2 separate regions of the Sus scrofa genome follow, and region 1 is linked to region 2. The links are chromatin contacts, called in public HiChIP or PLAC-seq maps. All regions are on one chromosome and are shown on one strand. The core of a region is the stretch at or near the end of the contact, and the rest is flanking DNA. Distances in the headings are between cores, read along the strand shown. Region 1 has its middle 16 kb from the start of PADI2. Region 2 has its middle 9.2 kb from the start of SDHB.

Region 1 (6,562 bases), core at 297-2,796, 85 kb before region 2:
GTCCTTTACTCTAGAGCAGTTCCTCAGACTTTCTTTGTGTTTCATGACATTGACATTTTTGAAGAGTCCAGGGAGTTTTTTTCATAGAATGTCCCTTAGTTTGGGTTTATCTGAGCATGACAAACAGTGGCACAGCTATAGGTTGATAGCATGCACATCACCATGGTGCAGCCTTTTATTTTTTTATTGCCAGTGCAGACCCATCATGTCAAAAACGGAAAAGCGGATGTTGAATGTTGCACTTTTTTTTTTCTTTTTTGGCACGTGGAGTTCCTAGGCCAGGGATCAGATCTGAGCCGCAGCTGCAGCCTACACCGCAGCTATGCAGGGCCAGGGATCGAACCTGCAGCCCAGAGCTCCAGAGACACCGCCAATCCCAACTGCACCACAGTGGGAACTTGTGCACTTTTTTTTTAATTGTGGTAAAATACGCAAAACATAAAATTTACCATTGTAACCATTTTTAAGTATATGGTTCCATGGCATTAAGTACATTCACATGGTTTTACAACCCTCACCCCCAAGAATGCTTCACCTTGCAGAACTGAAACTCTGCACGCATCAAACAATAACTCCCTATCCTGCCTCCCCACCCCACCCCCCGCCCAGCTGAAGAGGCAGCTATGTGCCTGACAGCAGCTTCGCTCCCCCCATACCACCCTTCTTGTCATCTTGTGGCAACCACGTGCCTTAAGTCCTTGCTAGCAGCTCAGCTAGCAGTGCTCACCATTGCTTATCAGTTTCGTTTTTGTAATCTTGTTTACTCAGCTTCTTAGGCAGGAACACTGTCTGCTCAGGGGAGGAGGGGGCGGGCCAGTTTCGGGATGGGGGGAACAAGACTGGGACGTCTGTATTGTACAAAAGCCACCCAGAACAAAGACCTGGTGCTCAGACTCTGGAGGCAACGCCTCTGAGCCCACACCGGTGCTGAATAAACCTAGCTATTCCGTATCTCGGAGTGCCGGAGTGCCGCTTTCCGCTGCTACGGTTTCTGCAAGAGTAGCATGTGTCAGAATCCCCTTCCTTTTAAGGCTGAATAATATTCCATTGTATGTATGTATCATATTTTGTTGATCCATTCATCCATGATAGTTAGATGTTGCACTTTTAAGGCAGAGTGGAGTATGTATTATTCTAATTAGTTGGCAAAGGATTGTGTGCATAATGCAGTGACATTATATCTGTGCTGAAAGACACAATATGTATCTTGGTCCATGGCACCTAAAACATTTACTATCTGGTTGTCTACGACCCCCGTTTTGGTTTATCCTGCCTCCACAGAAGCCCTGGGGCTAGACTGCAGGTCTGACTCCATTGCATGATGATGTTGGCAGGGTTCCCATTTCAAATACAGGCACAAATGCTCAACCTTTTACCTCTAACTTTATGTGGGCTTCCCACAAATGCATTTGACCCTTTCCTGTTAACTGTGCCAAGATGAGCCCTGCACCTGGCCCAGAGTAACCCCCAGTCCAAACCCCAACCCCCAAGCCAGCCCTGTCCTTTGTTGCCCAAACATCCGTCATTGTGTAAGTATTTCCTGATTCCTCTTCTGTACTCAGGCCTGGGAAGTTGATACTTGAGGAAGGGGGGAGGGGGGCAGGGGAAGGTGGTGAGACTTGTTGCTTGTGGGCCAGACCTGTCCTTGCCTTCCCCACCCACACACTCGGCATCTTCTGGAAATTAATCATAGAATTTGCAAATTACAGGATCTGAGGCACAAAGGCTCCTCAGCATGTGTGAATTATAGAACCTCCAAGTGTCTAAGCTCTTGGGTTAATAGACGCTTAGAGCGGAAGAAATCTAAGATCTAAGCCTAATAAAGTGTTAGGATTAGGGAATCTGACGGTGCTAAATTGCTAAAAATAAAAAACATTAGTAGGAGTTCCCATTGTGGCTCAGTGGAAACGAATTCGACTAGTATCCATGAGGACGTGGGTTTGATCCTTGGCCTCGCTCAGTGGGTTAAGGACCCAGCATTGCCATGAGCTGTGGTGTAAGTCACAGACACAGCTTGGATCTCAAGTTGCTGTGGCTATGGCGTAGGCTGGCAGCTGCAGCTCCGATTTGACCCCTAGCCTTGGAAACTTACTTGTGGTGCAGATGCAGCCCCCATAAAAAAATAAAAAATAAGGTTTTTTGTCTTTTTGTCTTTTCTGGGGCCACACCCACAGCATATGGAGGTTCCCAGGCTCGGGGTCTAATTGGAGCTGTAGCTGCCAGCCTACACCATAGCCACAGCAACACCAGATCCAAGCCGCGTCTGCAACCTACACCTCAGCTCATGGCAATGCCAGATCCTTAACCCACTGAGCGAGGCCAGAGATCGAACCCACGACTTCATGGTTCCTAGTCAGATTCGTTAACCACTGAGCCATGATCGGAATTCCAAAAATTAAAGTTTTTTAATTTAAAAAATTAAAACTGATCAATCACATGGACCTTGTCCATACAGTTTCCTGCCCGGCTGGCCCCTTCCCTCTCTCCTCACCTCCCGACCTCTGCCTGTTGACAGGCGGTCCACTCGAGGGTCTCCCCAAACATCCCCTCCACCAGGATGTGCCCTTCGTACCCCTGGGCAGAGGTGGCAGCCCCCTTCTTTCTTCGGGCTCACCTCAAGCCTACAAGGCACTTTATTTCTCAGGGCCTCAGTCTCCCATCTGCAAAATGGGAAGAAAAAAGTATCCCCCCCCCCAAAGGGCTGTTGTGAGAATGAGGTTAGAGAACTCGGGAAATGCCAAAGCCACTACCGGACATAGAACATTAGCTGAAGATCTCGGGGGCGGGGGCTGGGGGGCAGGGTGCCTCTGGCTCCAGGCACACAGCCTCCCTGGACACGTGCAAAACCAATTGAACCTGGTGTTGAACCTGATCTCTGGAAGAGGCAGGGAGGTGCCCATCTAGGAAAACTCCCTGAAAGAGGGTGGATTGCCTTTGCTGAGACACATTTAGATGATGGTGAAGATGAGGGTCAAGGGTGGGGTGAGGCCAGTGTCTGATTTCCCCCCAGCTGGAGCCGATGACAGGTTGGAGGGAAGGGCTGGGGGAGGAGTGGGGGAGTTGATCATCTAGCCTGGTGGTGGTGGGGGATAAGGTTTTCGCTCTGAGAGAAGTCACCCCAGCAAGCAAGGAAAGGAATGGTGTATTTATTGAGCACTTACTGTGTGCCGAGTCTTACACTGAACACTTGATGTGGCTGGTTTGGTCCTCACCAAGGCCCACCATTGAGACTGAAAGGATAGCAAGAGAATCAGGTGGACCTGGGTCTAATCCCGGCTCTGCTACTTCATGGCTGTGTAACATCAGGTGGGTTACAGCCTCTCTGAGCCTCAGTTTTTTCATCTGTAACACAGGGATCATAATATTAGGCTAAACTAAACATTTGACTATTTTTGACCAATAAAAATGTCACTTTCACATGGTTCAAACTAAAATCTATCCTGGCACGTTGCTGGGAGGATTAAATAAATGAATCCATCTAATTTCCTTGATCTAGTGTCTGGCACATAGTAAGTGCTCAATAAACAGTAGCTTGTGGTTTGGTTTGGTTTTGTTTAGCAGTGCGCATGGCATGTAGAAGTTCCCAGGCCAGGATCAAACCCAAGCCACAGCAGTGACAATGCCAGTTCCTTAACCCACTGCACCACTAGCGAACTCTAGTAGCTTGTCTTTTCTTATTTTTCTTTTTTTTCTTTCCTTCTTTTATTTTCTTTGCTTTTTAGGGCCGCACCCAGGGCATATGGAGAGTCCCAGGCTAGGGGTCCAATTGGAGCTGTAGCTGCTGGCCTACACCACAGCCACAGCAATGTGGGATCTGAGCCATCTCTGCGACCTACACCACAGCTCATGGCAACCACCCCACTGAGCGAGGTCAAGGATCAAACCCGGAACCTCATGGTTTCTAGTGGGATTCATTAACCACTGAGCCATGACAGGAACTCCCCCTTCTTTTTTTTTTTTTTTTTTTTCCCCTGGCCGCCCCTGTGGCATATGGAAGTTCCCAGGTGAGCCTCAGCTGTGGCAACACCGATCTTTAAACCTGTACTGAGCCAGGCCAGGGATCAAACCTGTGTCACCACAGACAACACTGGATCATTAACCCACTATGCCACAGAGGGAAGGAACTCCCATAGCTTGTCTTTTTAATTGTCCTCATGCAACTTCTCTGAGCCTCTGGGGAAAACACTGACGCCCAGAGAGGTTAATTAAGGAACATGTCCAAGGCTCCCCAGCTGGCAGGCAGCAGAATGAAGATTCAAACCCAGATACAAACCCACTCCCTAGAGCGAGTGGGACAGGAAGCAATGCCTGAGTCTGTGAAGCTTTAGCTAGGCCTTCTTTCTGCACTGGCAGCCAGATCCCGGAGCTGGAATCCACACTCCCTTAACTACCCCCTCCAGCTCCAGCCCCACAGGGGCCTGAATCACAACAACTGAGAAGCCAGTGACCGCTGCAGCCTGCCTGACGCCCTAGGAGAGCCTGGGGGCAGGGGAGGGGGATCAGGAGACGCAGGGTCGACTGCAATGGGGTAAAGGGAGAGGGGCCCATGGCCAGAGCCCACCACAGGATTTTCCTCAGACTCAGCTTCCTTTCCAGGCACAAAGAACGGTGAAGTTCCATGGTTCAGTGGTTAACAAATCCGACTAGGAACCATGAGGTTGCAGGTTCGGTCCCTGGCCTTGCTCAGTGGGTTAACGATCCAGCGTTGCCGTGAGCTGTGGTGTAGGTTGCGGACACAGCTTGGATCTGGCGTTGCTGTGGCTGTGGTGTAGGCCGGCGGCTACAGCTCCAATTAGACCCCCTAGCCTGGGAATCTCCATATGCTGTGGGAGCAGCCCTAGAAAAGGCAAAAAGACAAAAACAAAACAAGAAACAAAGAACATGACTCTGCTGTGCGTGGGAGGCTGGGAGCGTGTGAGTGTGTGCGCGTGTGCAGGTGGGCAGCCAAGGATGCCCCCCGACCCCCCCCGCACACCTGTGTCAGGATGAGCCTTGCCTTGTGGATGCGGGGGCTGGCGGTGGGACCTGAGTGCGGCGTGCATGCTCACCCATGTTGATGGCGATGCGCTCGTTCCTTAAGTGTGTTTCGTGTGTATGCTCGCATGTAGTCATGGAGAGATGTAGGGCATGTGGGGCCAACAGGCAGGTTAGCAGAGCTTCTGGGGCTGAGCCCCAGGTCTGCCACTTGCTAGCTTGTGACCTTGGATAAGTCATGTCCAATAAGACCCAACAAATTCAGACAGAGTAAAGAGAGAGACTTCAGGAGTTCCCCTTGGGTCTCCACAGGTTAAGAACCCGACATAGTGTCCGTGAGGATGCAGATTTGATCTCTGGCCTCACTCACTGGGTTAAGGAGCCAGCACTGCCATAGCTGCAGTGTAGGTTGCAGATGAAGCTTAGATCCTGTTGCCGTGGCTATGGTGTCGGCTGCAGCTGCAGCTGCAGCTCTGATTGGACCCCTAGCCCGGGAACTTCCTTACAGAAGTGAGGCTGTAAAAAGAAGAAAAGAGAAAGAGACTTCATTTAAAAGGATTCTCTGCCACAGGCAAGGCCCCACTGTAGTGGGGGGGGTGGCAGGGAGCATTAGGGAGAAATCTCTGGCTGTAAATTCCACAGGCAGCTCAAGAACGGGGCAAAAGGAGCTGTTCTTTTACAGGGAGGAGTAAACAGGCTACAAGGCTCAGGTGTGGGAAAGTGGCGAGAGCGGGTGGGTGATGGGACGGTGGGTCAGAAGATGTTCCACCCTGAGGCGGGCCTGTTCCGGGAGCTTGGGGGGTGTGGGCTGTCTGCTGGCTCCAGCTGAGAGCGGGGGGCGGGGGCGGGGAGGCACAGTCCAGGAGCCTGGACAAAGGAAGGAAGCTTAAGTTTGGTTCACAAGCATTTTGTTCTGATTGATCAGTGGGAACGGGCAAATAATAGGGGTTCGAAGGGTCTGTGTGTGGCCTTGTCTCAGAAAACCGGCAGGGAGGTGGGGGGGGTCCCTGAATCTTAGGTAAGTCATATGGGCGTAGGGGACTCTGCGCAGTAAACATTTTTTTTTTTTTTTTTTTTTTTTTTTTTTTTGCTTTTTAGGGCTACACCTGCAGCATGTGGAGGCTCCCAGGCTAGGGATCTAATCAGAGCTGCAGCTGCCGGCCTACACCACAACCACAGCAACATGGGATCAGAGCCGTGTCTGCGACCTACACCACAGCTCATGGCAATGGTGGATCCTTAACCCACTGAGCGAGGCCAGGGATCAAACCTGCAACCTCATAGTTCCTAGTCGGATTCGTTTCCGCCGTGCCACAATGGGAACTCCTTTTTTTTCTTTTCTTTTTAGGGCCGCACCTGTGACATATGGAAGTTCCCAGAGTAGAGACTGAGTCAGAGCTACAGCAGCTGGCTTATGCCACAGCCACGCAGGATCCAAGCTGTGTCTGCAACCTACGCCACAGCTCATGGCAGCTCTGGACTCTTAACCTACTGAGCAAGGCCAGGGATTGAACCCGCATCCTTGTGGATATTGGTTGGTTCCTTACCACTGAGCCACAACAGGAACTCCAGTAAACCATTTTCTGAA
Region 2 (7,196 bases), core at 1,210-3,709:
CCGACTAGGAACCATGAGGTTGCGGGTACGGTCCCTGCCCTTGCTCAGTGGGTTAACGATCCGGCGTTGCCATGAGCTGTGGTGTAGGTCGAAGACGCGGCTTGGATCCCGCATTGCTGTGGCTCTGGCGTAGGCCGGAGACTACAGCTCCGATTGGACCCCTAGCCTGGGAACCTCCATATGCCACAGGAGCGGCCCAAGAAATAGCAAAAAGACAAAAATAAAATAAAATAAAATAAAGTCAAGGAAGTTCCTGTCGTGGCTCAGTGGTTAACAAATCCGACTAGGAATCATGAGGATGCGGGTTCGATCCCTGGCCTTGCTCAGTGGGTTAAGGATCTGGTGTTGCCGTGAGCTGTGGTGTACATCGCAGATGCCGCTTGAATCCCATGTTGCTGTGGCTCTGGTGTAGACTGGGGGCTACAGCTCCAATTCGACCCCTAGCCTAGGAACCTCCATATGCCACGGGAGTAGCCCAAGAAATGGCAAAAAGACAAAAAAAATAAATAAAATAAAATGAAGTCAAGCAAAGCCTTGGATTTCTGTGGAAATATACATGTGTATACACCTGCAAAGAAAAAGGTATGAGAACAATCCCATGGAATTTATCCAGAGAAAACCATGGCTCAAAAAGATACATGTGCTCCAGTGTTCATTGCAGCACCATATACAACAGCCAAGACCTGTGAAGAACCTAAATGTGCGTGGACAGAGGAGTGGATAAAGACGATGTGGTACACATTCGCAGTGGAATACTACTCAGACATGAAAGGGAATGAAATAATGGCATTTGCAGCAACATGGATGGACCTAGAGGTTATCATGCTGAGTGAAGTTAGTCAGACCATGAGACACAAACGTCATATGCTACCACTTAAATGTGGAATCTAAAAAAAGGATACAAAGAATTTATTTACAGAACAGAAACTGACTCATAGACTTTCGAAAACTTATGGTTACCAAAGGAGACAGGTTGAGGGTGGGAGGAAAGGCCTGGGGGTTTGGGAGGGAAAGGTTGTAAAACTGGGTTGTGATGATGGTTGTACAAACTATAAATATGATAAAATGTATTGAGTTTAAACAATTTTTTTAATTTAAAAAAAGTGTGACTGAGGGAATTTAAACTTTATCTCTGTTGCTTAAAATTTGTACTTAGTGTGAATTTAATTGCATATGTATTTTTAAATAATTTTTTAAAGTTGCCGGAAACCCTTGGCATCTTATTTATGCTGAAGTCTTCCCATCCTGATTAGCATAATCTCTTCCCCCTAATAATTCACAGTTCTTTTCTTCTTCTTCTTTTTTTTTTTTTCTTTGTCTTTTTGTCTTTTCTAGGGCCGCTCCCGCAGCATATGGAGGTTCCCAGGCTAGGGGTCGAATTGGAGCTGTAGCCACCGGCCTATGCCAGAGCCACAGCAACGCGGGATCCAAGCCACCTCTGCGACCTACACCACGGCTCACAGCAACACCGGATCCTTAACCCACTGAGCAAGGCCAGGGATCGAACCTGCAACCTCATGGTTCCTAGTCAGATTAGTGAACCACTGCACCATGATGGGAACTCCCTCACAGTTCTCTTTTACTTTTTTGCCCCCCCAACTCAGCTTCCCACCACCAGTTTCAGAATGTTAGCTCCTGGAGTTCCTGTCGTGGCACAGTGGAAACAAATCTGCTTTCTTTACTCCACCTCCCTGAAAGGTGACTGTGATTCTTTTTCCCCATTTTACACAATAGGAAACTAATGCACAGCAAGGTTAAGTCGCGTGCTGAAGGTCATATAGTAAATGTCTGATTAAAAAAATTAGCATTGGAGTTCCCTGGTGACCAAGCGCTTAAGGACTCAGAGTTGTCACTCCTGGAACTCAGGTTACTACTGTGGCTAGGGTTCGATCCCTGGCCCCGGGAACTTCCTCATGGAGCAGGTGTAACTCCTCCAAAATAATAAATAAATAAATGGCTGATATAACAAGATCTGAACCCCCAAAGGCCTCATGCTTAACCACTGCACCCCCTGCCTCTCTAGAAAGTAGATTTACTTTTAACACTCTGCACCCCTCTAACTTGTTTGCTTTCAATAAGCTGATATCTACTCATCACAAACCATCATTTACCACTCTTTTTTTTTTTTTTTTTCCGCATTTCCTTTACACAGCTGTCTCAGATAGAAAGAGGTGCTCAAAATTCAGATTCAGCTGGAAAGGGAGTTTTACCACATACGCTGTTTAAAAAGACCACACCTGCACACATTCTGAGGACCAAATTAACGGCTAATTTGAGAGAGTGCTGGGGATGTGGCAGGCAGATGAGAGCGAGACAGAGGTTAGCAGAGTGGGTAAGCTCTAACTGTGTGGTGTGGGGTGTTGGGGGGGGCTTGGGGGTGCTATAGGGCCCAGCAATGGGACAGTCCCCAGAAGGCCTTGGGCCGCTTGCTAAATCCCAGCAGCTGAGCTGACGTCAGCAGGGTGAAACGCAGCTCCATGTGGAGTGGGGGTGGCTCATGACTTTTGCTCCGGGAGTTCCAGAGAGTCTGCTCGTGAAACTGGAGAAGTCTGTAGCATATGATCGTCTCCATCCCACTCAGAATATTTTGAGACATCTAATTATATGGTGAGGGTTGGAGGGAAGAGGGTTTAGAGAAGTCCTTTCTAAGGGCAGGTTGGGAAGGGCCGTTAGGGAGTCCTAGGCAGTTCCATGGGGCAGGGGCACCCTCTGCAGGTGGGCCAGAGGAGCTGCAGCCACCGCGTTCCCCTGAGCCGGGGTGGCGGTGGGGGGCATGTCCACAGCCCCGCCACCTCCGTAACAGAAGATGCTGACCCCTTAGCTGTGTGACTTAGGGTAAGTTGTTGACACTCTTGGAGTCTCAGCTGCCTCAGCTGTAAACAAAAGACAAAAACCTTTACCTTGGGAAGTTGCTGTCCTGATAAGACAGAAAAGAGTTACCCAAACTGTTCTGCAGAAATCCTCCAAAAGTGGCAGCCGCAATCTTCAGCAGCAGTCACAGCCCCCTCACCACTGTCACTGGCATCACACAGTGGTAAAGATGAGGGCTGAGGGACCTAGCAGATGGTGGGGGGCTCCTTTGAGAGCAAACACAGGCAGGGTTGGGACAGGAGCTGGAGACCAGGGCAGCTGGAGAGGGTTTTTTTGTTTTTCATTTTTTTGCTTTTTGGGGCCACACCTACACTTATGGGAGTTCCCAGGCTAGGGGTCAAAGTGGAGCTGCAGTTGCCAGCCTACACCACAGCCACAGCAATCCTAGATCAAAACCGCTTCTGCAACCTACACCACAGCTCATGGCAAGGTCAGATCCTTAACCCACTGAGTGAGGCCAGCCTCATGGATACCAGTCAGGTACACTGAGCCACACGGGAACTCCTGGGTAACATTTTGATTTGCCAACTATATCTTTTCCAATTCTGGGAGATGTTTTCACCTCCTCTTCTCGCTCCAGGCTCACTGTGCTGAATTACGCTGCTTCCTGGAAGAAAAATAGCCCAGCCAGAGAGCTGGGAGGTGCTTGGAAGAGGTTTGCAAATCTTGAAATGGTAGTGGGCTCACATTCATCCACAGAAGGGACTCCTCCCACAGCTCAAGGGAAGGGATGCAGCTTTGTCCCCGTCGGTGACTCAGCCCCTAGCCTCTCTGTAAGTGTCGCTGGCTCCTGCCCCAACCCCGCTCCTCCCTGGCGATCAAAGGGCTGGACCAGGTCCAGGCAGTGATCACCGCCATCCCCCTCCTTCTCACCCACCCAGGCTCCCTCCTCCCTTCACTCTTGTTCCTGAAAAAGCACCCAACCCCCTTGATGTCCCCCAAAAGTTCTCTAACGCTGAGTACAGGGAAATAATGGGTTAGCAAGACTAAGATCAGATGGAGAAGTTATGGAAAACAGCGAAGGAAGAGTGGTCTGCGGTTCTCAACCAGGTGGAAACGGAACCAGGGGGACTGATTGCTCCCAGTTCCCTTGACCGACTCTGTTCTCTAGTTTTTCTTGGAGAGAAATTCACTAAAATGTTCATGTTTCATTATCACGAATTTTTTGCATTTTAATAGTGTGTTCAAGTATCATTTATCTTAATGACCAAACTTTGTCTCTTTTTATAGATTTTCTCATTAACGTGTAGTTGATTTACAATGTTGTGCCAATCTCTGCTGTGCAGCAAGGTGACCTGGTCATACAAACATACAATTCCTTTCTTCTCTTCTCTTCCATCATGGTCTATCCCAAGAGACTGGATAGAATTCCCTACGCTCTACAGGAGGGCCTCAGTGCTTATCCATTCTTTTTTTTTTTTTTTTATCTTTTTGCCATTTCTTGGACCATTCCCGCGGCATATGGAGGTTCCCAGGCTAGGGGTCTAATCAGAGCTGTAGCTGCAGGCCTACGCCAGAGCCACAGCAACGCGGGATCCGAGCCGAGTCTGCAACCTACACCACAGCTCATGGCAACGCCGGATCTTTAACCCACTGAGCAAGGGCAGGGATCGAACCCGCAACCTCATGGTTCCTAGTCAGATTCGTTAACCACTGCGCCACGATGGGAACTCCCTTATCCATTCTAAATCTAATAGTTTGTATCTACTAACCCCAAACTCCCAGTCCATCCCACGGCCTCCCCCTTGGCAACCACAAATCTGTTCTCCATGTCTGTGTATCTGTGTGAGTCCGTTTCTGTCTTGTAGTCAGGTTCATTTGTGCCTTTTTTTTTTTTTTCTTTTTTGGCCACCCTGCAGCCTAAGGAGTTCCTGGGTCAGGGATCAGATCCAAGCCACCGTTGAGACCTAAGCCACAGCCGTGGCAATGCCAGATCCTTAATCCACTGTGCCAGGCCAGGGATCGAACCTACATCCCAGGGCTCTCAAAACGCCAGCAATCCCCTTGCACCACAGCAAGAACTCCTGTGCCATATTTTAGATTCCACATGTAAGTGATATCATATGGCATTTGTCTGTCTCTTTCTGACTTACTTCATGTAGTCTGAGAATCTTTATTTGCATCCATGCTGCTGCAAATGGCATTATTTTGTTCTTTTTTATGGCTGTGTAGTCGTATTCCATCGTATGTATATATCACATTTTCTTAATCCATTCATGTGTTGATGGGCATTTAGGTTGTTTCCATGTCTTGGCTGTGGGGAATAGCACTGCTATGATGGGGTGCGAGTATCTTTTTGCATTGCAGTTTTGTCTGGCTATGTGCCCAGGAGTGGGGTTGCTGGATCATATAGTAGTTCTATACTTAGTTTTCTGGGGAACCTCCATACTGTTTTCAGCAGTGGTTATGCCTTACATTCCCACCAACAGCATAGGAGATTCCCTTTTCTCCACACTCTCTCCAGCGTTGGTAATTTGTAGATTTATTAATGATGGCCATTCTGACTGGTATGAGATAGTAGCTCATTGTACTTTTGATTTGCATTTCTCTAATAATTAGTGATGTCCCCGGGCCACAGATGTATGTATGCTGCAGCTGCAACAATGCCAGATCCATAACCCACTGTGCCACAAGGGAACTTCCATGGCCACCTTAAATTCATCTTAAACTCACCTTGCCCTAGTGCCGGCCCAGAGATTAAAGCTGCCTGAGTCTCCACTGGGTTTTCTCCTGTTTTTATTTACTCCTCCATTCAACCAATATTGATGACGCGCCTCCTCTGTGCCAGGTGCCAAGTCAGGCCTTTGGAAACAAAGACGAATTTGTTCACTCATTAAATGTTTATTGGTCACCTTCTTTATGCCAGTCCCTGTGCCAGACTCTGGGGACACAACAGTGAACAAGACATAGTTCATGATCTGGGGCATGGGATGGTCAGTTGATAAATATATTCATAAAGAATTAAAAACAAATTTGCAGGTAGCAATATGTTCTCCAAAGACAATAAAGTGAATAGGCCATGGCCTCATATTTGGGGGAGACAGACATATAAATGGGTAATTGTTAAACCAGCATTATGTGCGTTAATGGCAGATGCAGAGGATGTTTTGATGGAGGTGGTCCAGGGGGAGATTTCCTCGTGAAGAGAATCTTGGACCTGAATCTTTTTTCTTTTTTCTTTTCTTTTTTTTTTTTTTTTTTTTTTGGTCTTTTGTCTTTTTATGGCTATACCAAAAGTCTCAGTTTCTTCGTCCTTTTCTTCCTGTAAACTGAGTCACAGGGGCTTAAGGATTCCTGTCCATCTGGGCATAGGTACCCTCCCTATAGTAAACAAGGCCTGTAGGGATGTTACTCCCTGGAGCCCTTAAGCCACACATGTTAATCAATGGCCCTATCAAAGAAGGCATCAGAGCCCAGGCTCCTCCACTGACGACCTGAGTTAATATTCTACCTCAAAGTCAAATAAAATTCTGAATTTTGGATGGGAAGGCCCCCAAGTCCCACCACAGGAAGCTATTGGGGTGAGTGGGTTTTGCTCAGAAGAAAGTAAATCTCCCAGGCTATAAAATCATCAGTTATTCCCCCCTAAATCCAACCCTCCCCAACTCTCTGCCTGGGGGAATCCAGTCACGTTGCTATAAAGCACAAGACACTGGAAATAGAGTCGATTGTACAAATGACAATTGAATCTATGCCTTAGGGTTTTGTTTTTTTTTTTTCCTTCTTTTTTGTCTTTTTAGGGCTGTATCCACGGACGGACGGACGGAGAGTCCCAGGCTAGGGGTCGAATTGGAGCTGTAGCTGCTGGCCTACACCACAGTCACAGCAACACCAAATCTGAGCCTCATCTGTGACCTACACCACAGCTCACAGCCGGATCCTTAACCCACTGAGCAAGGCCAGGGATCGAACCCACGTCCTCATGGATACTAGTTGGGTTCGTTAACCACTGAGCCATGATGGGAACTCCGCTTTAGGGGTTTTTTACTTTTAATTTCCAGCCCTTGGAAAAGAAACAAGTCCTGAAGCAAGATTCGCACCCCAGCTTGCTCAGCTTTCTCATCATCCAAAAGACTAAAGTCTGTAAAATGGAGTTAGTTATGCCAACCCAGAAGGGTTGTTATAAGGACTAAAGGCGACTGTTTATATAAACACATTTGTAAGTGATGAGGTTCTGAGTAAACATAAAGCGTCTAGCTGACTAGCGAAAAGCAATACTTCACTAGCCAGACAAATGGAAACAAACCAAAAAAACTTTGGGTCTTATCACAAAGACACCTTGGGAAGTTATGTCAGGAACAGGCCATGAAAAGCTCTAAGTCCGC

The links. HiChIP or PLAC-seq counts read pairs in DNA pulled down with a chosen protein or histone mark.
Region 1: an H3K27ac HiChIP or PLAC-seq map of alveolar macrophages shows a contact between it and region 2. The contact joins two enhancer-like sites. A contact is called at or near these places in 3 of 47 Hi-C or Micro-C datasets (blood, brain and epiblast stem cells) and 1 of 2 datasets of contacts at active chromatin or transcription factors (alveolar macrophages).

Annotation. Positions count from the first base shown.
Region 1 is chr6:75,768,710-75,775,271 of Sscrofa11.1, reverse strand. No RefSeq gene overlaps it. Among named protein-coding and RNA genes, the nearest start is that of PADI2, 16 kb to the right of the region's middle. Within about 2 kb of position 1,546, at least 27 of the 83 cell types and tissues checked have an H3K27ac peak or open chromatin away from gene starts, as enhancers often do. A contact at or near this core is called in alveolar macrophages, where this site is marked.
Region 2 is chr6:75,683,739-75,690,934 of Sscrofa11.1, reverse strand. No RefSeq gene overlaps it. Among named protein-coding and RNA genes, the nearest start is that of SDHB, 9.2 kb to the right of the region's middle. Within about 2 kb of position 2,459, at least 11 of the 83 cell types and tissues checked have an H3K27ac peak or open chromatin away from gene starts, as enhancers often do. A contact at or near this core is called in alveolar macrophages, where this site is marked.